7 separate regions of the Mus musculus genome follow, and regions 1, 2, 3, 4, 6 and 7 are each linked to region 5. A link is a contact called in public HiChIP or PLAC-seq and promoter capture Hi-C data. All regions are on one chromosome and are shown on one strand. Each heading gives the region's core, a stretch centred on a gene start, on an enhancer-like site or on the middle of the called end of the contact. The rest is flanking DNA. Distances are from core to core; before and after follow the strand shown. Region 1 holds the start of Slfn5os (schlafen 5, opposite strand). Region 2 holds the start of Pex12 (peroxisomal biogenesis factor 12). Region 3 holds the start of AI662270 (expressed sequence AI662270). Region 4 holds the start of Nle1 (notchless homolog 1). Region 5 holds the start of Zfp207 (zinc finger protein 207). Region 6 holds the start of Rffl (ring finger and FYVE like domain containing protein). Region 7 holds the start of Phf12 (PHD finger protein 12).

Region 1 (3,722 bases), core at 564-3,063, 2.6 Mb after region 5:
TGTTTTGAGTCCATACAAAACCACCTATGGAAAGTGCAGAGAGGGGCTGGAGCTGTGGCTTAACAGTTAAAAGCACTGGCTGCTCTTTCAGAGGACCTGGATTTGATTCCCAGAACCCACATGATGGCTTACAACCATTACCACAGTGGGTAAGTATGTTGCAATGTAGTTGCAGCATCCAACATTAGCAGTGAGAACGAGTGCATTATTGCCATGTGCCATGTGCAAGTGCAGGGCTGAGTGTGGACCATGTCCAGGTACATCTTGTGACTTTGTTCATAGATTTTCTAGGTTCTCTTATTGATAAGAAAATATTTTGAAACATTCTGGTGTTTCTGGATTTTTCTTGGTTTTAGTTGTTTCACCATTAAGCTTTTGCAGGACATAGAACAAAGACAAATTTAGACAGGGTTTCTCTGTGTAGCCCTGGCTGTCCTGGAACTCACTTTGTAGAGGCTGGCCTCGAACTCAGAAATCTGCCTGCCTCTGCCTCCCGAGGGCTGGGATTAAAGGCATGCACCACCTTCCCACTAGTGTTCTCATAGTCCAAGAGAGGTTCTTTCTTGCTGCCTTGGCTACTGTGTTCTCAGTGTAGTCCATGTTGATCACAGCTGGTTATGGGCTCCCTCAGACTCAAGATTGCTTCTCTTTTTGTTACTAATATAAAACTGATCATTGATACATGATAGAGCTCAAAGATCGAGATCTACATCATATAATGGTAGAGTAAGACTAATTACTAGCTACTGATTTGTTTAGTGATTTACTTAAAGCACTGCTTGTACATCTGTTGGCCAAGCAGGGCTTCACTTGCCATCTGAAACAGAATGACCTGGAGAAACAGTTAATAAATAAATAGACAAATAAATAAATAAGTCCTGGCCCTCTAAATCCTGCTGCCTGCCACATACTCTATAAAATCTTGCTTGCTCGCTCCCTCCACCTAGTGGTTTTAAAGTGTAATGCGTTATTACAGATGGCACGGGCATGAAGGCTTTTCATCCACTGGTCCTCTCTTCCACTCTCATTGGTGTTATTCAAGAAAGATTATTCAAGAGTGCTTATTCAAGAAAGATTCCCACAGCAATGGTGATTATTAGCTTGTCTCTGATTCATTCCGATTCTTTCCTTGTCTAGTGTCACCCAACAGGATTACATATACTCCAGAGAGCGTCTACAAGGACCTCTTCGCAGATTACAGAGGACTAAGAAACTTAATAAATATGGAAATGCGCTGTTTCTCTCAAGGGATATTGATCTTCTCCCACAGCTGGGCTGTAGATCTAGGTCTTCAGAGGAGGCAAGATGTCATCTGTGACGCTCTTCTGATTTCCCCGAACAACGTTCCAATCCTGTACACCATTTGCAACAAGTGGGATCTGGGGAACAGGCACTATTCCATGAAAGTTGCCCGTACCCTGAAGCAGAAGCTGGTGAACATGGGTGGCTACCCTGGAAGATTAGGCATCATTCCCTTGGTCTTACCACTGGGTTCTCACCAAAGAGTAAGGAATGACTTAGAAATGCCAGTGTACCCCGAATCCTATAACTTCATAACCACACAGCAGGTGGAAGCTCTGTTGCAATCTCTTGTGATCATCTTGTTTGGGTTCAGACCCCTGTTAAATGAAGAGTTAAACTTGGAGTCTGAGACTGTGGCCCTGCTCTCAGACCAACAGTACGGGTTGCTTTCAACTAACCTGAGCAAGCACAGAGAGATGTTTGTTCACGGCTTACCTGGATCAGGGAAGACCACTCTAGCTCTCATGATCGTGGGGAAGATCAGGAATGTGTTCAACTGTCAAGCTGACAACATTCTTTACATCTGTGAGAACCAGTCCTTGAAGAGGTTCATTGTGAGGTAAGCAACCTGACTATTCATTTCTTTCTGGTGGGCAATTTGAATGGGCGTGGCTTTCGAGGGCTAAGCTCTGGGTTGTTGCTTCCATGCTCAGGAACTATTCCTATCTATTGGGCTGCCTTTCTTTGCTTAGCTGAGGAAATCTGACTGTGTTTCTTACACTTGCATCAGGAAAAACGTTTGCCAGGCAGTGACACGGAAAACCTTCATGAAAAATACCTTTGATAATGTGCAACATATCATCGTGGACGAAGCTCAGAATTTCCGAACGGAGGACGGGAACTGGTACGCAAAGGCCAAAGCCATCACTCAGAGAGCGAGAGATGGCCCAGGAGTTCTCTACATTTTTCTGGATTACTTTCAGATCAATCACTTGTGTTGCAGTGGCCTCCCTGAGCTCCAACACCAGAAGCCGTTATTGAAGCTCACCAGAATGCTCCGCAGCGGAGACAACATAACCAGCTACCTTCAGGATATAATGCATCAAATCAGAGAAAATCCTCCCCCAAATGTCCCCCAAGAAGCCTTGATGGTGGGTGAAGAACTTGAATGGGGTCCAGATGTCACAGGCAACTTAGAGATTACTGATAACTTGAATTTGGAGCAGATGTCAGTCTATGTAGCAGAGAAATGCCAGAGTCTTTGGAGGTCTGGCTATTTCACGGATGTTGCTGTTCTTTTCACTAGAGCCAGAGATATAGAAAAATGTAGAGACAAGCTTCTGCTAGCAATGAGGAGGAGGTCCATGTCTCAGCTCGCTGAGGAGCCCAGTTTACTAGTGCAGGTCAGGGAGGGGTTGGATAGTCTGGGTAGTCACGTCGTGTTGGAGAGTGTTCACCGATTTTCAGGCATGGAAAGAAGTATTGTGTTTGGGATCATTCCAATGGGATCTGAGACGGCCATTTTCTACAATGCTCTGCTCTGTCTGGCTTCCAGGGCAAGGACACATCTGTATATTGTAAAGGTTGTGTTTTGATAGGAAGATGCCAGTTTTCAGTTAGCTTGGGTTGGTCTCTAGCTGTCTTTGAAGCTCTTTGATCTAAACATTTAAGCACCAAAAACATTTCATGTACAATCAGCCACACTCAGGGCAAGCAAATATGAGTATGGGGGATGTAGACAGTAGGAAGAGACAGCAGAGCAATTAGCTGGCACTGAGATATCCTTTCTCTCTCTCTCTCTCTCTCTCTCTCTCTCTCTCTGTGTGTGTGTGTGTATGTGTGTGTGTGTATCAGGAAGGACTGGTTGTTTGAGGTAGGCAGGAAAGAGCTAATTATGAGATGACTGCTGACTTCTCGTAGACTCAGATATTTTCCTTGTTTTTAACACAGCCACCGGCAGAAATGCTTGATCTTGGTGTGTGGAGGGAGCATGAAGGGGAGAGGGGGAGAGAGTGTGTCCATCTTTAGCAGGACATAGTTTGAAATGTAAGTTCACAAACTGCAAGCTATGATTTCAGGGTGAGTCCAGTTCAGTTTAGCTTGTCGAGTTGCTTCCTGTTTTGCCTTTCATCGGCATTGCTGTTTCTGATCTTTGCCTTCTACATGACTTATTTATTCAGAATCTTTGACTCCGCCTTAATACTATTCCTGTGGGGACCCAGAGTTACTACCGTCAAAGTGCCAAAGTGTGGGTGCAGTGGTTTGGAAGGTAGAGGGCCGAAGAGGAAGAATGTACAGAGTCTAAGCCTGGCATCACTCCACACTTAATTTAGTAACCACAGTATGCAAACATAAGTCAAATATCTCTGCTCTCTGTGCGCTCCCCAGTTCAAACAGCCTTTCGAAGGCCGTTGCTGAAAAAATACTCATTTGTCATTTGCTTTAGGTCTCTGTATAGCCCTGGCTGTCCTGGAACTCAC
Region 2 (3,725 bases), core at 1,070-3,569, 2.9 Mb after region 5:
GACCTAAAGTTATAGGCAGTTGTAAACTGCCACATATGGGTTCTGGGGGTTGATCTCTGTTCCTCTGGAAGAGCAGTACATGCCATTTACATAACCACGGTGCCATTTCTCCTGCTGTACCCCAAACTTCTTTGTTTGTTTGTTTTTGTTTTTCGAGACAGGGTTTCTGTGTGTAGCCCTGGCCGTCCTGGAACTCACTTTGTAGACCAGGCTGGTCTGGAACTCAGAAATCCGCCTGCCTCTGCCTCCCAAGTGCTGGGATTAAAGGTGTGTGCCACCACTGCCCGGCCCCCAAGCTGTTTTTAACAACAGAAACTTAGGTTTTGATTTGAGAAAGGCATCAGATACTTAACTTTAGAGAATTTTTAAATGGAAGATAGATAATCCATCCAGAAGAAGCAGTTTACCTAAAAAGTAACTTATCAACACTGGGATGCATACATGTTGAACTTGTGAGAGAATTAACACTCCACAAAGGTAATGTTGCATCCTTGGTAAGAAGTCTTTAGAATTAATTATATCGCTTTGCCTTGAATCTTTGCTCTGCCATCTTCTGGCTAGTGGTTCCCTCAACTGTTAAATGAAGCCACTGCATTTAATTCAGGTTGTGATGAGGCATAAGATAACACAAAGCAAATACCACGCATGGGGCTCTTACATACACCAAGCATGCACAAAGGTGTGCCTATTATGAGAGAGGTCACCAGGATGGTGGCCCATGCTTTATGGATGTGAGGAATAACTTCTGTGACTTAATAGCTAGGGTAGACCGGATGATTGGTACAAATTTTCAAATTTTGTTAATAAAGGGGTTTTAGGAATGGCCTTACCTTCTGACGGGCTCCTGCATTGCACTGGCTTCAACCAGTCTCTGTTTGATAGCTTGCATGTCCTGAGCTGTCAGTCGAGCTAACCGAACTCCAGCCAGTTTCAGCAGGGGAGAGTGATGCTCAGCTTTCCCCAAGATGTAACGCAGTTGTTGTGTAAGAAACCAGCCTTCCCAGGCCATGTTAACAAAAGGGTAGGCCGCCAGAAAGGCTCTGTAGAATCGTTTCCAGCGAGAAGAAGGGGGGTGAATAGAGTATTCGTCTTCTTCTCTCAAGCTAGAAGCCAGCTTCTCTAGCTTCACTTTCAGATAGGGAAGAAGGACAAGGAACATGGCAGATTTCCAGAGGTGTTCCTTGGGAAGACCAGCACTGGCCGGTCTCTGAAGATGCGGCGAGCTCCCTGCCACAATCCGCTTTAAGCCATAAAAGTGTTCAGAAAATGAGGCACTAGTTCTAGAAAGATAATGCTGCTGGAGCAGGAAGTCTAGCAGAGTGAAGATTTCATCAAACCACCGCCAGAGGAAGCCATAGTGCGCAGGATTTGATTCTGCAAGAACCTGATGCAAAAACATTTTATTACAGTCTTCAGTTTGTATTCACATCAGCCTTTTCCTTTTAAATTCAATACACCTGGCTTAAGTAATTGGCTTTTGGGGTATAGTCTGAGTTCCTGAGGTCATAGGAATGGAGTACAGAGCTCTTTGAATGGATGCCCATTAAGTCCTGGATACAAATGACACATGGCGATCATTGCAAACTTAGGGTTACTAGTAAAATGTTTGGAGTTTTATCCAGTCGTCCCTGAAACGATTCAGAGAAGTAATACCTTACCTTGACCACATGCTGAAGAGCGGGTCTCACTGCTGTCATTAAACTGTCCTGTGCTACCACCTCAAAGATGGATGGCTGGTCGTCCGCCACTGAAGCAGTTGTGATGTGAGCCCCATACTCAGCCATTGTGTCTTGTGTGAACTGGGATTCACTTTTCCCACGAACACTCTAGTGAGCATGAACTTGTTTTTGTATCAAACGGGTGCTGAGTCTTAGTCCTTCTGCATGGCACCTGAAACTAAAAATTGAATTTTACAGGAGTGAAAAATCAACGGGGGTGGGTGGGGGGAGCTTATATGGAGGCGGAGGAGAGGGAGTCTCAAAGTAAGGACTGTTAACTCCGGAGCTGGGGACGTGGCACGTGGGGTCTGGGGAATGACTTGTCAAATGCTGCACCTCACAGGGCAGAGCGTGACTCGGAGGCGGGGAGTGGGCCAAGAAACGTGTCGCTCGAACCGCAGTCCGGGAGCTGCGAGGCCCGGCTCCGGCGGCTGCCTGAGAAGCGCCCGTCCTTGCTTGCTGACCTCGGGCACGGAGCAGAGGACCCGTGACGCCACCTGCGAAAGGAGGTCTCGGCTTTGTGACCGAAACCGTACCCGGAAACAGAAGCTCCGAGGACCTCCACACGGCGGGCGGAAGACAGGCGCTCTAGCATCGAATGTAGCCCTGAGCCGGAACTCGGGAACTCTATGACCAACTGGGACTTCCGTTTCCGCCCCCCTGACGACGAGGCGACGGGTTAGTGCAGTGAGTGCATTCTGTTCCTGGTTAGCTCTGAGCGAAGCTTCCTGGAGGGCGGTACTCGAGCCTCTGTGCCGAGCTGGGGTCCCTGCCTGACGCCGGTTGCCATGGGAGATCAAGCCAGGTCCTTTCTGCCAGGTGGTGCTTAGCTCAAAGTCGGCCACCTTCCCGAGTGTTAGTCAGTTATCAGCAAGTTTTACTAAAATGACAAAAGATTCATTCTTGCCTACCAGAATTTAGGACGGCTACTTTTTTACTTACTTACAGACAGCTTAACTTGTCATCCATGTGTAAAATTAAGTTATAGCTCTAGGCACATTCTGCTAGATGAAATTGATTCCTGCCCTCCAGCTCAGTAGGTATTAGCAGTATTAGCAGCGCAGGGATCGTTATGATTCTCGAACTGAATAGTAGCATTCAGCTCTAGAGGACCTTAGGGTATAAAAGTGGGCAATTGGTTTGTATAATGAGAACCTTATAAAGGGATTGGTTTTAGTTTCAATTTAAATTTTGAAGTTTTTTTATAGTTCTAAAGTATGATCCATACTTCACTAAAGTCACTGTCAGAAGTGCAATTGTTGAATTTCTAAAAAGTATTAAAGATTTTTGTTTTAAATAATGTTTGTTTCAGCTTAAAAGTTTTTTTGATTTTTGGTTTTTTTTTTCGAGACAGGGTTTCTCTGTGTAGCCCTTGGCTGATCTGGAACTCACTCTGTAGACCAGGCTGATCTCGAACTCAGAAATCCGCCTGCCTCTGCCTCCCGAGTGCTGGGATTAAAGGCATGCGCCACCAACGCCCGGCTTCAGCTTAAGAGTCTTAAGGTTTATGTACATATCCTTGGCTAGCATTCAAGTTGGCTTTCGTGCTCAGCCTTGAGTTTTAAGGACCCGAGAACTACATAAAGCATCTGGTAAATATCGCATGCTAACCAATGGGGTCTTAATTTTAAAAAGATTTTTAGGTTGTACTAGTATTTGCTGGCACATATATGTATGTGCCACATGCAGCCTGGTAACTGCAAAGGTCAAAAAAGTATGTTTGATTCTCTGGAACTGGAGTTACAGACCATGTGTGTGCTGGGAACCAAAGTCAGGTCCTCTGCGAGAGCAACCAGTGCTGTTAACCACTGAGCCATCTCTCCAGCCCACCAAGCCACCTCTCCAGCCCACTGAGCCACCTCTCCAGCCCACTGAGCCATCTCTCCAGCCCACTGAGCCACCTCTCCAGCCCACTGAGCCACCTCTCCAGCCCACTGAGCCATCTCTCCAGCCCACTGAGCATCTCTCTAGCTGTTTATGCTTTTAAGTGAATAGCAAAAACACACA
Region 3 (3,700 bases), core at 294-2,793, 2.8 Mb after region 5:
AATTCTGAGCACAAGTAACTGGCAGAAGGAATAAGAAATAACATTTATTCTTGAATTCGTGACCAGGCAGAAACTAGCATGCAATGGTCATGTACATTCATACACATAAGATCCACATCTAAACATACAGGGTAGAAATCAGACTCATCCATAGCTTGGACAGGAGCTGGTTCTGGCCTGATGCAGAAGAGGGACAAGGCAGTTTGGCAGTGCCTGGCTTCCATGTGGGACCCCAGGTTTTACAAAGCTCTCCATTGAGCCCGGGGATTTACTTGTGAATCCTTCATCCAACCCCATCCCCTTATGCATACTCAGTGTTCTGAGATGTGAAGTTTTTATCAATGCAGTTTTCCTGCTCCCAAGAAGCAGCTGAAGGTGGAGCTAGGCACCACCTGGAGCCCTGGGTGCAGCTGTGCCTTACAGCCCTGAGTCAGAACATACAAACATAGGATAGATACATAAGAGAGGACAATGACATGTAACGATTGGACTTCTTTCCTTCAGAGGTCCATCAGTCCCTCTTGTGTCATCTAGTTTCATAGCCTTCCAAGTCTTAACACACAAAGATGGATCAGATATTGACTTAAGAGACCAAAATATACATGACATCAAAGACAACTGTAACAAATGACTAGTGTCTCATAGAGGTTCCATCAGTCTGACAAGGAGAATGTAATGGACAGGAGTCTGTTTCAGAGGCATCCTTGCATAATCCCTGGAGTACCAGGCATCCTGGGGAATTCTCACTTTAGCTGTGCAACTAGACATTGGAACACTGATGACTGTGCCAGGTCCTTGGCCACTCTGATTTCTGCCTCCCAGCATCGCCTGAGTGCATCTGCAGGGTTTATGTTTATACTGGGTTTTGCTGGGAAAAAAAAAAATGAACGCAACCACTTCAGGCCAAATTTAAAGCAAACATTTATGAAATATTAAATACGGACCAAGACTACTGAGAGGAGCTTACAGGCTTGCTGTATGGAATCTTCTCAGGAGAGAGAAGACAAAAGGTCATGACTCTTGATTTCATCCACTGGCCAGCACTGAGTAAAACCAGGACTAACGATCTGGCACCAAAGGTAAAAGCAAAATCCTTGTAGTTGAGTTAGGGGTGCATTATGTGAAGGTGGCTCTCTATATACTCAATGTTGAGGGATAAACCATCAGCAAACTAAGCACTAGCCAGACAGCTGAGTGCGAGCCGGATCTTGGTATTATTTCTTTTTTTGTTGTTGTCGGGGTTTTTTTGTTTTTGTTTTTTTGTTTTGTTATGTTTTTTTGTTTTTTTCGAGACAGGGTTTCTCTGTGTAGCCCTGGCTGTCACTGGCACTCACTTTGTAGACCAGGCTGGCCTCGAACTCAGAAATCTGCCTGCCTCTTAGTATTATTTCTGTGGCCTATCAGAGGTCCTATATTTTGTAAATATTAGACCTTCTTTACTTGCTTATTGGCTGTAATAAAGAGCTGACAGCCAATAGCTGGGCAGAGAGTGGAGGGCAGAACTTCCTGGGGAGGGACTCTGGAAAAAGAAAGCAAAGGCGCCAAAGTCGCCTGGGGCCTCGGAGATGAAAGATGGACCTGAACAGGAGCAGAGACGCAGAGCTGGCCACACATGGAAGGTAATGCCAGGACAAATCGGGATGAACTAGAAAGTTGGTTGGAAATCTGCCCAGCTATAGGCTTAAGCTTTAAAATACCCGATAGCCTCTGTGTCATCATTTGTACTGCTTCTGGGTCAGAAAGTCCTGCTATATAACTGAAATCACACGGGGGGCCTCTTTAGAAGAAACTGACCAGTGCGGAAGGAACAATATCCTCAGATCATGGAGAGCAAGAGAAGGAAACACAGAAAATAACCATGAGGCCTGAGAAATGTTTTGAATGTATGTGAGATTTATCACATCCTTCCTGCAACCGCTCCTGTCACCCTCCCTGAAGGCTGTCAAGAAAGGACAAGGAGACCAGCATGTGGTTTTAGTTTCTGCCACAAGGCTCACATGAGTCCCTCTGTATCGCCTGGCTGGCCCTTCCTTCCTCCGCATCCAGGCTAACTTTAAAATCCAACCTGAAGGTTTTAAAAATCCAATTATAAGTTAGCCTATATATTAGATGGGGGGGGGGGGGAGGAAACTTCATATTAAAAGCCCTGTATAAAATGCACTCTTTACTGCATTGAGTTTGGTCAAGAGTTTTCGTGGCTGCCTGTTAGTTTGTGTTACCAAAACGAAACATTGAAACATCGGCATGGAAGTTTCTTCTAGGAGCCTGCCCCCAGTTGGTAAGTGAGGAAACATGCATGCCCCTGCCTGAATTAAGGGGGAGGGTTGGGTACAAAAGCAGGAAGTACGTAAAGATATGTGTTTGCTTCTAATTGGACCTGATGGGAAAGCCAAATGGCTTTATGGGTATACGCCTTTAGATGACTCTGCAAACTACCTCTGCCGCCATTTTCTGGGGACCCGGAGTGGTTCTGGGCAAAATCCTTCATCTTGGCTGAATGAAAAAGAGAAAGAAAGAAAGAAAACATGACTGGTCCTGGTTTTCGGCGCCATGTGTATGAGAAAAAGAAATAAAAAGAAAGGAAGAGGACTGGTCCCAGGTATAGTGGAAGAGAAAGTTTGTGGATTGAAAGGGAGGCAGAGCCACGGGGCAGAATCTTCTTGGAGCGTCCAGAATGAACATGTCCCTAGCTTTTTTAGGAGATGGAGGAGAGGGAGGGAGGAAAGAGAGGTACCAGGTGCAGCAGCCCGGGTTGGCATTTTGTCTAGGCTCTGCCCACAGTTTCTGGCAACAGCCAGGTATACCTGACTCACTATAAAAGGGACTGCTTGCCCCCTCCTCACTTTTGCTCTCTGCTCTTCTCCTCTTGCCCTTGCTCCCTTACTCACTTCCTCCCTCTCCTCATTCCCCTCCCTACTCTCCACGTGCTCATGGCCAGCCACTACTATCTCTGCCTTTCTCTGTCTCTACTCCCTCAACTCACATCCCTATGCCCTACATTCTATTCTATATTATACCATCCCGTGGCTGGTACCTCAGGGGGAAGGGATGCCTCAGCATGAGCCAGCAAAGGGACCCTTTCCCCAACACCTTACTATGCCTCCACCAAACATATCCCTGCCTTCTTCTCTTTCTTTTTATAAAATACAACAGCCAGGAAGCCCAAAGGAGAGAGAGATGGGTCTGGTAACCAAAATGGTTGAATTGGAAGTGCAGTTGGGGAAAGGTGGCCCAACACTGAGCTGGAGAGTTCAGGGTAGGAGCAGAACATGCCTTCCAGGAACGCCCTGGAACTGGCAGGGACTGAGGGATGCATGGAGAAACTAGCAGCTCATGTCTGGTTTGATATGATAACTAGGCACTTTATCCATTTGCTTGCTTCAATTTTGACTCAAAACTTGTGGAACTGACTCTTGTGATTCTCGGGTTGAACAGGGAGGATAATAGAACCTCTGTGATAGATGAATGAAAATATATACCCAAATGTTTGGTTCCATGCAGGAGGAAAACCAAATAGCCTTAGAACTCATGGAATTTGTCCCACCGGTTAGCACAACCACATCAAGAGGCAGAACCCCGACTGTCCTGAGGACTTCTTGCTGTTGTGGAGTTTTGCTCTGCTCACCGTCTTCAAGATCACCACATCCCTCTTGGTCCGTGAGTTGCATGAAAACTCCAAAAAGGCTGCCAGCCCCTCACT
Region 4 (4,038 bases), core at 960-3,459, 2.5 Mb after region 5:
CCACCACCCAGCTGGCAGAGCCTTTTCAAGCTGTCCCTACAACCAGTAGTTTAGCTCCTCCCTATACCCCACACTCAGTCCAGTATCTGCTTCGTTCTAAGTGGCTGACTGGCCTCAAGGAGCAGGCAGCTGTGAACAGGGTGCTAATGGGTTGGAGTCTTCTGAGGCCCTACCAGGAGCTACTGAGCTAACCACTTGGCACGCACTAAGCCCCCGTAAGTGGTTAAAGGCACACCGACCTTTGCATGTGAAGTGCGGTGTCTCAGTGCTGAGATCCCAGAAGCGCACAGTGGTGTCTCCGGAACCACTGGCCAGGTACCTGGGGAAGAGAGGCCGCTTGACTGCTGCAGTGGTGGGGCCCACCCTGAGACACTGCGCATGGGTATTCCTGCTGCCTAGCCAACCATCTTCTGGGAACAGACTCTCCATTCCCTGAGGAGAAATAGGACACTAATGCCATCTAGGAAAAGACCCTAGGAGGCCACTTCTCTCTTCTTCCTTCCCAACAGGAACAGCTCACTCACTCCATTCATCCATCCACTTTGTATGTGTTTTTAATGCTTTTAAATCTTTATTCTACATGAACAGGCATCCTGCCTACACATGTATCTGTACACAATGTGCACATTGGATCCCCTGAGATTTGAGTTACAGACAGTTGTGAGCTCTTACGGGGTGCTGGGAATTGAACTCAGGCCCTCTAGGAGAGCAACCAGTGCTCTTAACCCCTGAGCCATCTCTCCAGCCCACCCCGCACCTTTCTTTTTTTTTTTTTTTTAAAAGACAGGGTTTCTCTGGTTAGCCCTGGCTGACCTAGAACTTGTTCTGTAGAAAAGGCTGGCTTAGAATTCACAAAGACCTGCCCGCCTAGTCTCTACCTCCTTGGAAATTTCTAGAAAAAGCTTTTGAAGCTTTTCATATTCTTCTGTTGTTGGAGGTAGAGTCTCTCTATGTAGCCCTTGCTGTTCTGGAACTATTTAGATCAGTCTGGCCTTGAACTCACAGAGATCCGCCTGCCTCTGCTTCCTGAGTGCTGAGATTAAAGGTGTGGACTACCACCACCTGGCTCAACTGTTCTTATTCTTAGAGTCCTACAAGAAAGGATTCATAGGGAAGTAACAGATGCAGAAACCTGACTTCGGAAAGGAGTAGTTCAAACCAAGATAGGCTCTTCTGAGCCAGGTACTATTCTTAGCCTTTGGGGACCAAACCCCAATAAGAAAGTCTGTTACTTGCAACGTGAGTCCAGACCCCAAGTCTATGACAGGCAGGCAGCCTAAGACCCTGTGAATAATAACTCAGGATGGTCCTCTCCACCTGTCAGAGGACACACCTCCACATCCCAAAGATTCTGCCCATGTCCTTACTTTCCTGTGGGGCTGAAGGCCACAGAAATGACAGCTTCGCTGTGACCCTCCAATGAGCTGGTGCACCGCGTCACAGCCCGGACCCTGAAGACAGCTTGGGGCTGGTAGATGATATCGACGATTTTCTCTGTCTCCACAGACTGGGACTCCAGCGTCTTCCCCAGGGAGGACACAATCTCAGCATCGTGGACGTAGAACGCCAGGGGCAGGGGCTCCTCCTGAAGGCAAGAACAGAGTAAAGAGGAACTCTGCTCGGAGGGATGAATGCCTGCCCTCAGCGGGAGTCGGCTCAATCCCAACTACTGCATACCACCATGCGACAAATTTAATCCCGCTGGGCATCTCTGTAAAATGGGGATGCTTATGTTGGGCTGTGACAAGAAGTCACGGAAACACTGCATCCGACGCGTTCAAAACACAGCCTGTCTGTAGGTGAGTCGGCGCGGAGAACATTTTTCCTGGGGCCGATCCACGCCACCGACACTGTCGGTGAGCAGCTGGGTCCCCGGAACACCGTGGCTTCGTTTTGGGGTGCTCACCTGGGCCAGCAGCGCGTTGCACACCAGCTGCAGCTTGTCCGGCGTGATGTCCACTGGCACGTCGAACGGGGAGCCCAGCAGCTGACCGCCCTCATCCTGGAACTGTACGAGCAGCCGCTGCACGTCGCCTGCCGCCGCCTCTTCCTGCAGAATCAAGCCGCGAGACTGTCAGTCCCCCTCCCCTCCCCTCGGGCCTCGGTACCCCACGCGGAGACCCGGCATCCCCGCCCCGTGCGCGTACACCTACCACCACCGCCGCCGCCATCCTGCGTCCCCACGTGGAGGAGAACCGAGGCGGAAAGACGGAGCGTTAAATCCATGTCGCGCCGGGCAACCTCCGGCTACAGCGCCCTCTCGTGTTCGGAGGAGTCAAGCCGCTCTCGGAGGCCGGGATTGCCAATGGTGGCCTCCCTTCGCGCCTTCTTTTCACAGTAGCGATTCTGGCCAATTTTAGTCTCCAAAACTCAGAGAAATTAATTGATTTGCCCGCCTAGCTCACAGAGGCAGGAGATGGTGGAGGATGACACTTCCAGGGTCCAGGCAGCAGGGGTGAAAATACAAACCAGAAAACTATTGGGTTGAGGCAGAAACTTTTATAGGTGGGCTTGTGGGATTTAGTTTGTGTATGTGTGTGTGTGTGTGTGTGTGTGTGTGTGTGTGTGTGTGTGTGTGTGTGTGCGCGCGCGCGCGCGCATGTATGCATGTATGTATTGAGATAGGCTGAGGGTGTGTAGCCTAAGTAGACCTTGAACTCCATGATCCTCTTGTCTGTGCCTCCCAGGATGGGATGCTGGGAATATCGGATGGGCCGCGGTGCCCAGCTGTTTTGGGATTTTTTTTTTCTGAGCTCTTTCAAGGTGTGGCCCTCTCCTGTATCTGCTTTTGCATAGGCAATTTATTCTGTCTGGAACTTTTGTGGACAGATTTGAGTCTCTGCTCTCCTCTTGTACAAGTTCAAAGAATATAGAGCCTATAAGGAACTATTAAATAGGTTGTGGTAGAACATGCCTTTAATCCAGGCTCTTGCGAGACAAAGACAGGCAGATAGATCTCTGAACTTAAAGCCAGCCTGGTCTACAGAGTAAGTTCCAGGACATTGAAGGTCTCCAAAAGAACTCCCTGTCTCAGACAAACAAACAAACAAACAAACAAACGAGACTAATAAAAGTTGAAGAAGGCCAGAGGGACCCGTGTGCTCTTTGGAGGCTTTTCCTCATCTGAGAACAACGACTCCATTTGCTAGGGACGCTGCCTTCTGGCCTTCTTCACATTGTTTATCTCTCGGCTTAAATATACTCATTCCTACATGCATACATTCATTCATCCGACAAAGCGAATTGAGCCTCTATTCTTTGCCAGATAGTGTTCTCAGAACTTTGCATAGATTAGTTCAATTACTTAGGGAAGCCTTTCCCAGGACCCTGTCTTTCTTTTTTTTCTCTTCTTTTTTTTCTTTTTTCCTTTTGGTTTTTCGGGGACCCTGTCTGTCTTGTCCTGTGTTTTCCAAGTTTTCCGGCATTTTCAGTCATTTCCTCATTATCAGTCATGTCCCCCGGTATATAGGGGACACAGAAGAAACGCTTGTGGACTGAATTATGAAATCAGGAATTGAATGTAGGATCCCTTGATCCAAACGCCACAGAACCAAAGCTTCTTTGCTTGCAGTGGGATCCTTTGTCAATACCTCATTGCTTGGACCACAAATGAGGTTCCAGGCTTGGGATCCATCCCATGAAAGCAGAGCATCTGTCTATCCACCCACCCACTTACCCATCACTATCCAGAAGCTGTGTGTTAGGATGGACGTGGCGCACAGCTCTGGTTCCAGCTATAGAGGTGGCCAAGGCAGGAGAATTGCTTAAGTCTAGGAGTTTGAAGCCAGTCTGAAGGCAGCTTCGAAAACAAAGGCGAGAGAATCAAGAAACAAACAAGCTCACGTGTTAGGACTAGGCCTTTCATTGAACAGGGCAGTGGGACCTGTCCAAGGTCACATAGCTGTGAATCCATATTCTAAACTCACAGTCATACTTGCAGAGGCTATTGTGGGTGTCCCTGTGTGTGGCTTTTCTTCAGTATCTTTCAGGTGTGTTTTGAAATATACTGGAAGTATGGGGAGAATAAAAGGGAGGGGA
Region 5 (3,621 bases), core at 230-2,729:
GACAGAATTCAGACAGAATTGAAAGGCAACCTAAGACTTTGGGCGGCAGTATTAGAAAATTGTAAAAGTTAAAAAAAGGAGTAATTAAGCCAGGCAGTGGTGGTCCATGACTTTAATCCTAGCACTTGGGAGGCAGAGGCAGGCGGATTTCTGCTTTTGAGGCTAGCCTGGTCTACAGAGTGAGTTTCAGTGCTCTTAACAGCTGAGCCATCTCTCCAGGCCCCTCAATCTTACTTTTAAATGAAGTTTCATGTATCCCAGGCATTATTTAATTCACTATGTAACTGAGGTTAGACCTTTAACTCCAGCCTCAGCCTCCTGGAATTCCCTGATTGCAGGCATGTTCCACCAACATTTTTTGTTTGCGAACCTTTCTGTGGTTTCAAGAGACTTCAGCATATACAATATCCAATTCTCTTACACTCTTCCTTGCCACATTTTCCAGGATTATCTTTTGCCAGCAACACTTTTCCTGTCTTGTTACTTTTAAGTTCAAATCCTCAAACACTGCATTTTATCAGTAATTAAAACTTCGATACAAGGTTTCTCTACATAACCCTGAATGTTCTATGTAGGCAGGAACCTGGCTATACATTCAGATCCACCAGCCTCAGCCTTTTGAGTGCTGGGATTAAAGGCATGCACCATCCATGCTTGGCTCACTGCATTTTAAAAAAAAAATTTTTTTTTTTTTATTCAAAGACAAGATCAGGCTTTGTTCTCCAGGCTAGCCTCTAAGTCTTAGCCTCATAGCATTTTCTGTCTTGGCCTTCTGAGTGCTGGGACAACAGACACAAGACCCAGGTAATAAGATAACTTAAGCTTTCTCCCACTGCATCTTCTTTCATCTTTCTAAACATTCCTATGTTCTCCGAAGCCGCTTAAGGATTGCCTTTTTGCGATTCTGAAGCACTTCACATTTCCCTTATCGCTACTGCTGATCTCACCCATACTGCTTCCTAGACTGTGGTTCACTGAAAAAAAAAACGGTAACTCTTCCTTGACCATATACGCCCCACTCCCGAAAGGCAACTGAAACAAGATTTAAAAATTGACCAGGTCGCAATCCGGGCGTGTGCCTTTAATCCCAAACAGTCGCTGGCAGGCAGAAGCAGGCGCATCTTTGAGTTTGAGGCCAGCTTGGTCATTTCCTCTATCAGCAGGGCTATGAAGAGACCCATCTCAAAAAATAAAAGCAAAACACACAACAGCAAAAAACAAAACAAAACAAAACCCAAATTGACCATGTCCCAATTATCTTTATTTATTTGTAATCTATCCTTAATTATACTCCTAATCTTTTCCTCCCTTCAATTTGCATACGGGATAGCCGACGTACTGGATGACCCAAGCTCTAAAGGATCAGCGTCCTCAGCCCGGGAGCGCCACCACCACTTAACCCCATTAAGATGGCGGCAGCGCCCGCTCAGCCACTCAGGGCCGAAGCCTGCGTCACGTGACCCGCACAGCTCTCACCGCGGTGGCTGATGGGAGGTGGAGATAGAACGAGGGTGTCGGCCATTTTGTGTCTGTTTCCTGCGGGACGCGCTGGTGGCGGTTGGTGTGGAGAACTCTGCGAGTCTCTTGGGTTTTTTGTTTTTTGTTTTTTCCAGCTTCTTTCCGCCTCTATTCTGCCTGTTCTGTAGGGCGCAGTTATGGGTCGCAAGAAGAAGAAGCAGCTCAAGCCGTGGTGCTGGTATCCTTTGTGGGGTTGACGTGGAGGCCGAGCGTGGGTGTCGCTTCTTGAGAACACAAGTCTGATAGGTTTGGGTTAAGCCTGTTTGGTAGGGCCCGGCCGGGCCCAGCCGAGCCTTTGTGCTGTGGCTGGGTTAGGATTTGGGGTGGTTTCTTGTAAAATGGGGTTCTTCGGGCGAGAGGGCTCCGGAGTTTGGTGGCGCTGAACTCGGTGACTCAGGCGCTTGTTTGTCGCGATCATTGGGCCTGGAGACGTTCCCCAAGTGCAGTCGTCCCTAAGAACTCCTGTCTCCGTTGTTTCGTTGAAGACCCCACAAAGGGACTTGAGTTTGGGGTAAATGTCCTGACTCCCTGGATAATTGAACTGTGACTAGCCCCCCCCCCCTCGCGGTGAAGAATCGGCTTCCGCCTCTCTTTCGGGCGCCTTAATCTTGGGGAAGCGGTTGCTTAACTGGGTGGAGTTTCTATTATCGTTACCCAATTTTGTAGGACTGGTTAAACTGTTAAGAAGGAAAACAATTTTCTCTCTTTTTTTTTTTTTTTTTTTTTTGTGGATAACGTATTACGCTAAACTGATTTTTTTTAATCTATTACAAGAAAACTATTTGTCTCAAGACAAATTTGTTTTTAAAATAGTTAAGTAGCTAAAAATCCGTCACGAATTATTTAATGCACTCACAGAAAAAGTCTTGCGAGGTCAGAACTCTTAGTATATGCGAATTTACATTTCCTGAATGCATAGATTAATAATGAAACTGGAAGAAATTTTATGGATTCTTAGTTGAATGTGCCCTTTGTCATGAGTTGTATAATGGATTATGAATTCCCAGTTTCAACTCTATTGTATATTTAATGAATTGTGAAATTGCCTCCCCCCCCCCTCTGTCTTTTTATTTGGGATTGGGGGTCTGGTTGTCTGGAAATTGCTCTGTCCACCAGGCTGGCCTCCGCCTGTCTCTGCTTCCCCAGTGCTGGGATTGAAGGCATGGATCACCACTGCCCAGTTTGAAGTTGCCTTTTCTTTTGAAAAGAAATATTTTGAGTTAGTCTTGCTGTCTGACCTGGCACTCAGAATAAATATCTGCCTTTGCATGTGGAGTGTTGAAATCAAAGGCATGGGGTATGCCAGGCTAAAAGATTTTTATTTGGGCTTATGATCTTAGACTGCATACCAAGTTTATCTAGTTCAGATGTAGTCATTCCTGCCACAGATTGCCTGCAGTGTGCCACTGGTCCTGGCTCACTTGATTTTGGTTAACCCTTTCTCCTTCATGGAACTCCTTTTATTTGTTTTTGTTCTTTAAGACAGGTTTTCTCAGTGTGTCTCAGTCTGTCCTGGAACTTGCTCTGTAGGCTAGCCTGGCCTGAAATTTAAGAGTTCCACTTGTTTCTGGCTCCCAAGTGCTGCGATTAAAGGCACTACTGTCTAGCTGACACTCTTAGCATGTACATTTGTAAATGTTGAAATAATTTAAAGGTCAAAATTTGGGGTGTGTGTGTGTTCTTTGTGGCAGGGCTTCATGCTATGCTGGATCACAAAACTTGAACTCTTGGTTCATCCATGTAGCCTGACTGCCCTGGAACTTACTCTGTAGATCAAGGTGGCCTCATTCATATTTGCCTGGTTTTGCCTCCTGAGTGCTGGGATTAAAGGCATGCACTACCATAGCCCCGAAAATCTGTAAATGCATGTTTCTCCTGCCTCCACTTGTGCTGGGGCTTTGTAGGTGTGCCCTACACCCAGCATCCAAACTGCTGGAAGTTGACCAGCCCATTGCATGCTAGACAAGTACCCTAACAATGGAGCTACGTTCTCAGACCGGGAGGTACATGATTAATGTAATTTCCAAATATAAATACTAAAACTGAATTGTTTTTTGTTTTTTTGATTTTTCGAGACAGGGTTTCTCTGTAACCCTGGCTGTC
Region 6 (3,507 bases), core at 158-2,657, 2.5 Mb after region 5:
CCACAACTTTTTAACTGTACTCTGGAGTCCAGAATTAGCAAATATGAAATTTTACAAACAGTTGCTAACATTAGAAAGAATGGGGGGGGGGGGGAGAGGAGGGAAGGATAAGGAAGCTGCCACAAAGGAAATATACGGCCAGTTTTGGTCTTAGAACTCTACAAACTGCCCAGGACATAGTCCCCTTCCATTCCTAGAAAAATGCCACAGTATTCGAACAGCCTTGCCCACATTTCAGTATACTGAACTGTCAAGGCAAGAACCACCATGCAGCTCTCAAAAGTGGCGACAGGAAGTCTCTCGGTTCTCCAAGCCACCAGCCAAAACATACATAAGGAGGTTACTATTTTCTTGGAAGGCCACACGCATCCTGGGGTGTTTGTTCATGCGTCACTCTAGCCTTTAACCAGGGCACAGAGTGTGAGTTGTGGGTAAAACCCCATTTCCGAGCTAAGAATAATCTTCCCCGTGGTGGACTGAGAGGAATGTGGAAATCTTCCTCGATTACACAACAGCACCCCCCCACCCCCATGACAGCTTTAAAAAAAAAAAGAAAAAAGGAAGAAGTACGCTGCTGTTGTTTTTTTCTACCGGTCTTAAATCGGAGCTCAAACAGACGCCAGGAAAGGCTGTGGACTCCCCTGATCTACCCAGACTTCCCCATGCCCGGTCAAATGTCTCCTGGGCAGCCAGCTGGAGAGGGGCCCTACTTCCCTCTGAGTCTCGGCCAGGACCACACAGTGGCGACCTAACACACGTCGGGGACAGAGGTCGACTCCCAAGAGGCAGACAGCAGACTCTGGCAGGGAGGAGGGAGGAGGGGAGAGCAGCATCCCAAACTTCCCATCTAACCTCCAAACTCCGAATCTCCAGGGTCCTCCTGGTAGAGAGCCAGTGCCGCCAAAGCTCTGCCTCTGTAGACGGTTTTCTGTCCTACAGAAATGCATCCTTCCCCAGGACCTACCGGGTTCTTACGACACTTGGGTACAAGTTGAGGACACACGTCCCGGGTTACGGCGCACACAGACGAAATGCTTTGCGGCACTTTCATGGGACAGGTGTGGGGTGACCTGGCGGTGGGGAGTTCCTGGAAAGGGCTGCCCCACTCCCGGAGCGCAGCTGGATCCTCACACCCCCCGGAGCACAGCCTGAAGCACCGGATCCTCCAGCCCAACCCGCCACAGCCACAGCCACCGCCTCCTCACCTGCCGCGGACGCTGCCGGGCCACACCTGGGACGGCAGAGGCCAGATCCCGACCGCGGCCACTCAGGCAGCGGGGCTGCGGGGTCTGCGGCCGCCGCAACTCCACGCCTGAGGGGCGCCCGGGTGCCCGAACCACATCCTCACGGGCGGCCCCAGGAAGTCCACCCCCACTAACCCAGTCCCCCGCGGCTCGGCGTGGGCCCCGCCCGTCCAGCGTGCGGCCCCGCCCTCCCGGCTTGCGGCCCCGCCCTCCACCCCACCCCCGCGGGAGCGCACGCCCCCGCCACCATAGAGAGGAATCGGGCGCGCGGCGGTCTAGAGTGCAAGCCTCCGCGAGCGCCCTCTGTCGGAGCCCGGCTAGGTGTGGAGTCCCCAGTCTAGGCCGAGCCAACCAATCCCTTATGTGGTGATCTTGAGCAAGTCCCTTAAGATCACTAACTAGCTTTATAGTAAAGTTTGAATATTGAACCCTTGATTTCATGTTTCATCGTACCCGACAGATTTCCAGAACCCCAGACTCATCTAATTTATTAAGTTTCTTGGCGATATTAAAAGCCAATTCAGTGGGGCATCATAACCTGTCTTTTCCTCCTTGGATAAGCTACTTTCATGTTAGGAAGGTGGGGACACAGCTGAGAAAGGTTGCAGTACAATAAAAACGACTGCTAAGAAACCACCCAGCCATCGTTCATCACCCGTGCACCTTTTGGCAGGCACTTAACCTTTCCAATATCTTCCCCATCCCAGAAAGGCCGGTTGGGCCCGCACATTAAATGAGATAATGCACAAAGGCCTTAGTAAAGCATAAAACACCAGGGTAGCATAGGGGATCATTAGCCAGTGATCTAAGAAGATGCCTAGTCACGGAAGTCATATAAATGCTAATTCTTCTGGCTGGTGTCTAGTGACATCATTTTCTTATGCTTCAGGTTCCCATCAAAGACCTCTCAGAGTTTTCCTGAGCAATTTGTATTTTGATTTATTCAATATTTTGGTGCTTGGGATTTTTGTACATACTAGACAAGTGCTCTACCACAGTGCTACCCCTTGTATTTTAAAATAAAGACTATCAGAAGGGAACCAGAGCTAAAATATGTGCATCCGTACCAGACTCACTTTATAAGCCCTTTGCTATTTCCAGTTCTCAGAACACCCCAGCACGCTCTGTACTGTTATATGCTTGTTATCAACAAGGATCTACATTTTAAGTAATTTTCGAGCTTCCACACAGAGAAAAGCAGAACTCAGATGCAAAACTCTTTCTTTCTCCAACCTGGAGTGTACAGGGAGCCCCGCCTTCTAAGGACCCCTGGCACCTGAGTTGGATGTTCGCCCCTTGCCCCTTTCTCCTGCCTGCTTATTTCTGCAGCTTCGCTTTGCTGCAGTTCCCTATGAGCTCCGCTTCTCTCCGGACTTTTTCCTCCACAAAGGTGTATATCATTTTCTCCCTTCCCTTTCTGGTTTCCGTTCCTTTGACGCACCAACATTGTCCATCCTCTGATATTTCTGAAATGGGTCTGAGCGCCGTGCTGGAGACACAGGTTCTTCACCACACTGTCCATCTCTGGATATGAATGATAGCCACAGACATGTAATAGGTCCAAAACAGAAGTGAAAGGAGATCCAGACCTGCGATTTTTGTTGTTGTTGTTGTTAACTCACAACCAGAGTGCCCAGTTCTGAAAAGGAAGTGCACTTACCCCCCACCCCACCCCACCCCACCCCCAGTCGGACGATAATCAGGGCCTGAATTCATGGTATCCAACAGAAATCCTTTTTTCAGGGCCCTCTGGTCCATATTGTGGCTAAATCATCCGACTGCTGCTAAATAATGAGCAGCTTACTGGAGCGAGGCCTCGGACCCACACCCCTCCTTTCTCCACCTTAGGCGTTATCACCATCACAATTTTTCATCTTTATCGTGCCCTTCCGCAGAGGCATTCAATAATGTACCCATTGTGCGAGTAATCTGAAATCCTTTTCGGCGAGCAATAGTATTTAGTAGTAATAAAACACTAATTTGTCTACCAAGTGACATATTTATAGGAGCTGTTTCCTTTGACATATTTTTATTATTTCTACTCATTTGCTAAGTACTTTCCAATACATATTTATAAAGCACACGCCTTTCCCCAAACAGCACTGAAAAAATAAATCACATTATTTCTTTTATTAGTAGCAGCAAGGCTTCTAAGTCCTAGTGCCCTGATTTCTGTTACTTCTGGCAGGCGCCAGAAGAACTAATAGTGATGGAGCACCTACTATGTGCTAGTCTCTCTGTGAAAGGCACTTTGCATAAATCA
Region 7 (3,758 bases), core at 866-3,365, 2.4 Mb before region 5:
AGTAATACCTCCAGGCTGACATAGCAGCACAGCTGTGCTATGGTAGTAGGAAGGAAGCCAGTAAAAGAGGGCATATGAGGTTCCAGCTTCTGAGGTTATGTAGCAGGAAGGAGGCATAAAGCCTGGCTTCTTCCCTTCAAGGAGCCTAGCTCAGCTCTCTCCTCTGAGAGTCACACCGCAGTTCTTTCCTATAGCTGCTAGTCTATTGTTGGCCATAGCAACGGAAGAGCAGCCAGTTTGCATGCATTCTTCACTTCCCCATAACGTTATTCTTTCTAGGCACTAATACAGGGCCGAGAGAGAGAGAGAGAGAGAGAGAGAGAGAGAGAGAGAGAGAGGCAGAGAGACAAAGAGAGAGAGAGCACTAAAACTTCACAAAGCACTAAAACTTCACACAGATATTTATATCCCCTTTGACTTACAGTCCTGACTGTCCTAAAAGAAGGAGCAATAGTTTCTCAGAGACAGTAAACACGGTGTAGGGGACAAAGTCTGACCTGTGAATCAAGAAATGTTTCCTTTTTAGGTTTGCTATAAACTCAATATGCGTCTAAGCAAACCACTCTCCACTCTGTACCTGGAAATGAAGAATTTAAATCAAATAGTCTCTAAGTCCCTCCCAGGTTTACGGGTCTGAGAATAATGTGTGTAGTAACATAAAAATGAGTTTAGGAGATTCCAGGCGTAGTAGCACACGTCGATCCCAGAAATGGGACCGGAGGCAGAAGCAGTCGGATTTCTGTGAGTTCATGACCTATCTAGTCTACATAACAAGTTCTAGGGCTGCGGAGTAAGACTGTCTTAACAGAACGAACAAACGAAAGAAAGAAACGGCAGGACATAGCTGCATGTCACCAGTGTTAATTAATGCCTAGTGGGGTTCATTCATTCGCAATTAGGCAGAGTATCTGTCCATATTGGAAAGTGATAACAAGGGCATAACAGCGCACACCCAAAGAGAGGTATGTCTCTCTGCTCAGAATGCGAGGTGAGGGGCTCAAACTACAAACCCCAGTGTGCAATACGGCAGCTCTCAAAAGTATCCTTTCCCGGCAGGCTTTTCTTCGTGTACATCCTATGGTCCAGTGCAGCGCCTGAAGGCTGAACTACAACTCCCACAATCCATCAGATCCATCGCGAGTCTAACTACCAGAGTGCAAAGCGGTCCCGTTCACCCTTTGAACTCTGCGCGTTGCAAGATGGGGATTGAAGTCAGCTGTAGGCAGGTAGCTGGGCGTTGTCAGGATTACGGACTGTTTGGGCTTTTGACTTCCTCTTTCGGAGTAGTTCACAGGGACAGTGGTTAAGAGAGGGTAAGAACAGCTTGAAATATCTTGGGTTCCATCGGGACCCAAGGCAGCAATGCTCGTGCTAAAATTAGGTGCTGAGAGTGGAAATGAAGTGGAAAGAGCAGTCATCCGATCTGCCACCAAAAGCGTCTTTTTTTTTTTTTTTTTTTGTCGCAATGCTTTTTTTTTCCCTCTTTACCAATATGGCGGCCTAGTCCAGACACACCTGACACTGGAGACAAACAGTCCACTACACCATCCATATGGGTACTGCTGCAGCCGAAAGCTACCAGCTCCATACAGCATCCCACGCTCCTCCTTGGTCGTGACTGAGGACTCCAAGGGCATGGTAGCCCCAAATCTCATTACCAAAATGGCGAAAGGAGAAGCTTTTTTTTTTTTTTTTTTTTTTTGTGCAGGCCTCCAGGTACAACGCGCCTGCGCGTGAGGCGGCTGTGTGAGGGGACGGGAGGGTGGCGACCCAACACGCCTGCGCGGGACCAGAGCCCGTGGTCCGCACACAAACACCAATGGGTGATGCGTCTTCCAGTTCCTGCGGCTGCGCCGTGACCCCTACGCGCTTTCCCAGGCGCCTAAGCGAGGCCTCAGGTTCCGCCCTCCAATCGCAGTACGCCGGCGCACGGCGGAGAGGCGGGGCTTCTGGGCTCCGGGCGAATGCCAGCGCGGCTGCGCGCCGGGGGGTACCCCATCACCGCGGCTGCGCGGGAGCCAGGCCGCCGGCTGTCACTGCGGTTGCGCGCGGCGAGCGGCGATCCCGGGGCGCCTGCGCGGGTGGCTTTGCGGGCGCTCGCGGTAAGTTTGCGCCAAGTGCGCGGCAGCCGGGACGCAGACGGCAGCGGCGGCGAGAGGCGGAGCCCGGGGACCACCCCCCATCATCCTCCCCAGAGTCACCTCACGAACCACAACCTCACCTAACCTCTCACCCCCCCCTCCGGTCCCCCAAGCCCGGGATGGCAGCGCCCGCTAGCCTTCCCGGCCGGACCAGCGGTCGCCAGCGCCAGCTTTAGCCTGTGGGCCTAGGCCCCCGCCGAGGCCTGACCCCCGGAGCCGGGATCCACTGTGCAGCCAGCCGCTGGGCCGGGGCTGAGGGGTTGCTCCCCTCTCGCGGCCCGTGGGGAGGACGCTGCCGTCCCAGGGACTGGGGGCCGGGGGGTGGGGGGGAGCCAGGGCGAGGAAGTCGGAACCTGTGTTGGGAAGAGAGAAGGGGACCGGGGGTCAGAGGTGCCCCCTTCCCCTCCTCCCCCCTCCCCCCGGGGCTGGGGGGGCCGGAGCAGAGAGCGCCCAGCCCGAGAGGTGGATGAATGTGGGAGAAAATGGAGACCAAGACGATCGTGTACGACTTGGACACGTCGGGGGGGCTGATGGAGGTAAGAGTGGCCCTCATCCTTTTCCCCCCAGTGCCAGGAGGGTACCTCCGCCCCACAAAGCCGGCCCTAAGCTCGAAGCGCCAGAGGGCCGGGAAAAGGGGGGGTTGTTCTTCCTCACCCAGTCTCTTCCTCCCCTCTTTGCAATTTGGGGGACTGAGCTTAGCTTCCGAGGACGTCTGCAGCAGTTTCACCTACCAGCCGCCCTCGATTCGCTCCCTGAGGCTTCAGCCCACTCCATTTCATTGCACCGGCAGGCCTCCCCACCCCCTTCTTGTCGGCCCCTTTGTGCTTCCCCCTGCACGTCCGGGTACCAAGCTTCGGGCCTCTCCCGAGCCGGGCTTTGGAGTCCCCCACTGTCCATACAAGGAAGTGGCAAGAAGAGAACCGCGCACCCTCTCCCCATCCCCCTACCCTGGTCCTCCCCATTTGGAAGGAGCTTTTCTTGTTGTGCTGCAGGAACGCAGTTAGGGTGGGCTCCCCTTGATTCCGGGGACCGAGAGGTTCTGGAAGCAGCCTGGATGGGAGGAAGAAGGACAAAAGGGGGAAGAGGGGTGGGTGACGGAGAAGCGGCGCCGGTGGGACTACGGGCTACCCGGGAGCTCCGAATGTGCACACATGCCGTCTGTATGTGTGTGCAGCAAATCCAAGCTCTGCTGGCTCCCCCCAAGACGGACGAGGCAGAAAAGCGGAGTCGGAAGCCCGAGAAGGAGTCCCGGAGAAGCGGCAGGGCCACCAACCACGACAGCTGCGATAGCTGCAAGGAAGGTGGGGATCTCTTGTGCTGCGATCACTGCCCTGCCGCCTTCCACCTCCAGTGCTGGTAAGGGCTGGGGACCCCTTTGGAGCCCCTTGGCAGACCCTACTCAGCACATTCCTTCACCAGGCCTGTAGAAATAACGGGAGCTTGCAGCCGCTAGCCGACTCTCTAGTCGCTGGGGCGAGCGCCTCTGCGCCCTTGGTATTTGCCGGGATCCGGCCAATTTGCGGGAAGGAGCAGCGGCGTGTCTTGACCCCGGGATGGGGGTTGGGAGGAGTGAGGTGAGCCCCATCTGAGATTGGTTGTAGGTTGGGAGCCGGGACT

What was found. Promoter capture Hi-C pulls out the DNA fragments that hold promoters and counts their contacts. HiChIP or PLAC-seq counts read pairs in DNA pulled down with a chosen protein or histone mark.
Region 1: a contact with region 5 is called in a promoter capture Hi-C map of stem cell-derived epiblast-like cells, with 2.8 times the contacts expected there. The contact joins the promoter of Slfn5os here to the promoter of Zfp207 in region 5. A contact is called at or near these places in 2 of 39 promoter capture datasets (the 3T3-L1 cell line and stem cell-derived epiblast-like cells).
Region 2: a contact with region 5 is called in a promoter capture Hi-C map of pre-B cells, with 3 times the contacts expected there. The contact joins the promoter of Pex12 here to the promoter of Zfp207 in region 5. A contact is called at or near these places in 12 of 39 promoter capture datasets (the 3T3-L1 cell line, 3T3-L1-derived adipocytes, the C10 cell line and 8 more) and 1 of 484 Hi-C or Micro-C datasets (the G1E-ER4 cell line).
Region 3: a contact with region 5 is called in a promoter capture Hi-C map of pre-B cells, with 6 times the contacts expected there. The contact joins the promoter of AI662270 here to the promoter of Zfp207 in region 5. A contact is called at or near these places in 1 of 39 promoter capture datasets (pre-B cells) and 1 of 484 Hi-C or Micro-C datasets (B cells).
Region 4: an H3K4me3 HiChIP or PLAC-seq map of stem cell-derived neural progenitor cells shows a contact between it and region 5, with 7 times the contacts expected there. The contact joins the promoter of Nle1 here to the promoter of Zfp207 in region 5. A contact is called at or near these places in 5 of 39 promoter capture datasets (the 3T3-L1 cell line, cranial neural crest, liver and 1 more) and 1 of 115 datasets of contacts at active chromatin or transcription factors (stem cell-derived neural progenitor cells).
Region 6: a promoter capture Hi-C map of liver shows a contact between it and region 5, with 6 times the contacts expected there. The contact joins the promoter of Rffl here to the promoter of Zfp207 in region 5. A contact is called at or near these places in 2 of 39 promoter capture datasets (liver and stem cell-derived epiblast-like cells) and 1 of 115 datasets of contacts at active chromatin or transcription factors (large pre-B cells).
Region 7: a contact with region 5 is called in a promoter capture Hi-C map of pre-B cells, with 2.4 times the contacts expected there. The contact joins the promoter of Phf12 here to the promoter of Zfp207 in region 5. A contact is called at or near these places in 1 of 39 promoter capture datasets (pre-B cells) and 1 of 115 datasets of contacts at active chromatin or transcription factors (astrocytes).

Annotation. Positions count from the first base shown.
Region 1 is chr11:82,958,868-82,962,589 of GRCm38.p6, forward strand. Slfn5os (schlafen 5, opposite strand) reads right to left here and starts at 1,814. Exons shown (of 3, transcript NR_045932.1): 1 at 1,738-1,814. It overlaps Slfn5 (schlafen 5), which reads left to right. Exons shown (of 6, transcript NM_183201.4): 5 at 1,138-1,861; 6 at 2,033-3,722. The coding sequence ends at 2,837.
Region 2 is chr11:83,296,658-83,300,382 of GRCm38.p6, forward strand. It overlaps Pex12 (peroxisomal biogenesis factor 12), which reads right to left and starts at 2,320. Exons shown (of 4, transcript NM_001364762.1): 1 at 2,055-2,320; 2 at 1,659-1,896; 3 at 831-1,384. The coding sequence starts at 1,784. It also overlaps a transcript of Ap2b1 not described here.
Region 3 is chr11:83,222,033-83,225,732 of GRCm38.p6, forward strand. AI662270 (expressed sequence AI662270) reads left to right here and starts at 1,544. Exons shown (of 4, transcript NR_015519.1): 1 at 1,544-1,619; 2 at 2,178-2,278; 3 at 2,420-2,599; 4 at 3,502-3,700.
Region 4 is chr11:82,906,186-82,910,223 of GRCm38.p6, forward strand. Nle1 (notchless homolog 1) reads right to left here and starts at 2,210. Exons shown (of 13, transcript NM_145431.2): 1 at 2,154-2,210; 2 at 1,907-2,050; 3 at 1,368-1,585; 4 at 240-319. The coding sequence starts at 2,171.
Region 5 is chr11:80,381,800-80,385,420 of GRCm38.p6, forward strand. Zfp207 (zinc finger protein 207) reads left to right here and starts at 1,480. Exons shown (of 12, transcript NM_001130169.1): 1 at 1,480-1,696. The coding sequence starts at 1,656.
Region 6 is chr11:82,869,803-82,873,309 of GRCm38.p6, forward strand. Rffl (ring finger and FYVE like domain containing protein) reads right to left here and starts at 1,408. Exons shown (of 7, transcript NM_001007465.3): 1 at 1,206-1,408. It overlaps Rad51d (RAD51 paralog D), which reads right to left. Exons shown (of 10, transcript NM_011235.4): 10 at 3,261-3,507.
Region 7 is chr11:77,980,701-77,984,458 of GRCm38.p6, forward strand. It overlaps Phf12 (PHD finger protein 12), which reads left to right and starts at 2,116. Exons shown (of 15, transcript NM_174852.3): 1 at 2,116-2,677; 2 at 3,316-3,497. The coding sequence starts at 2,612.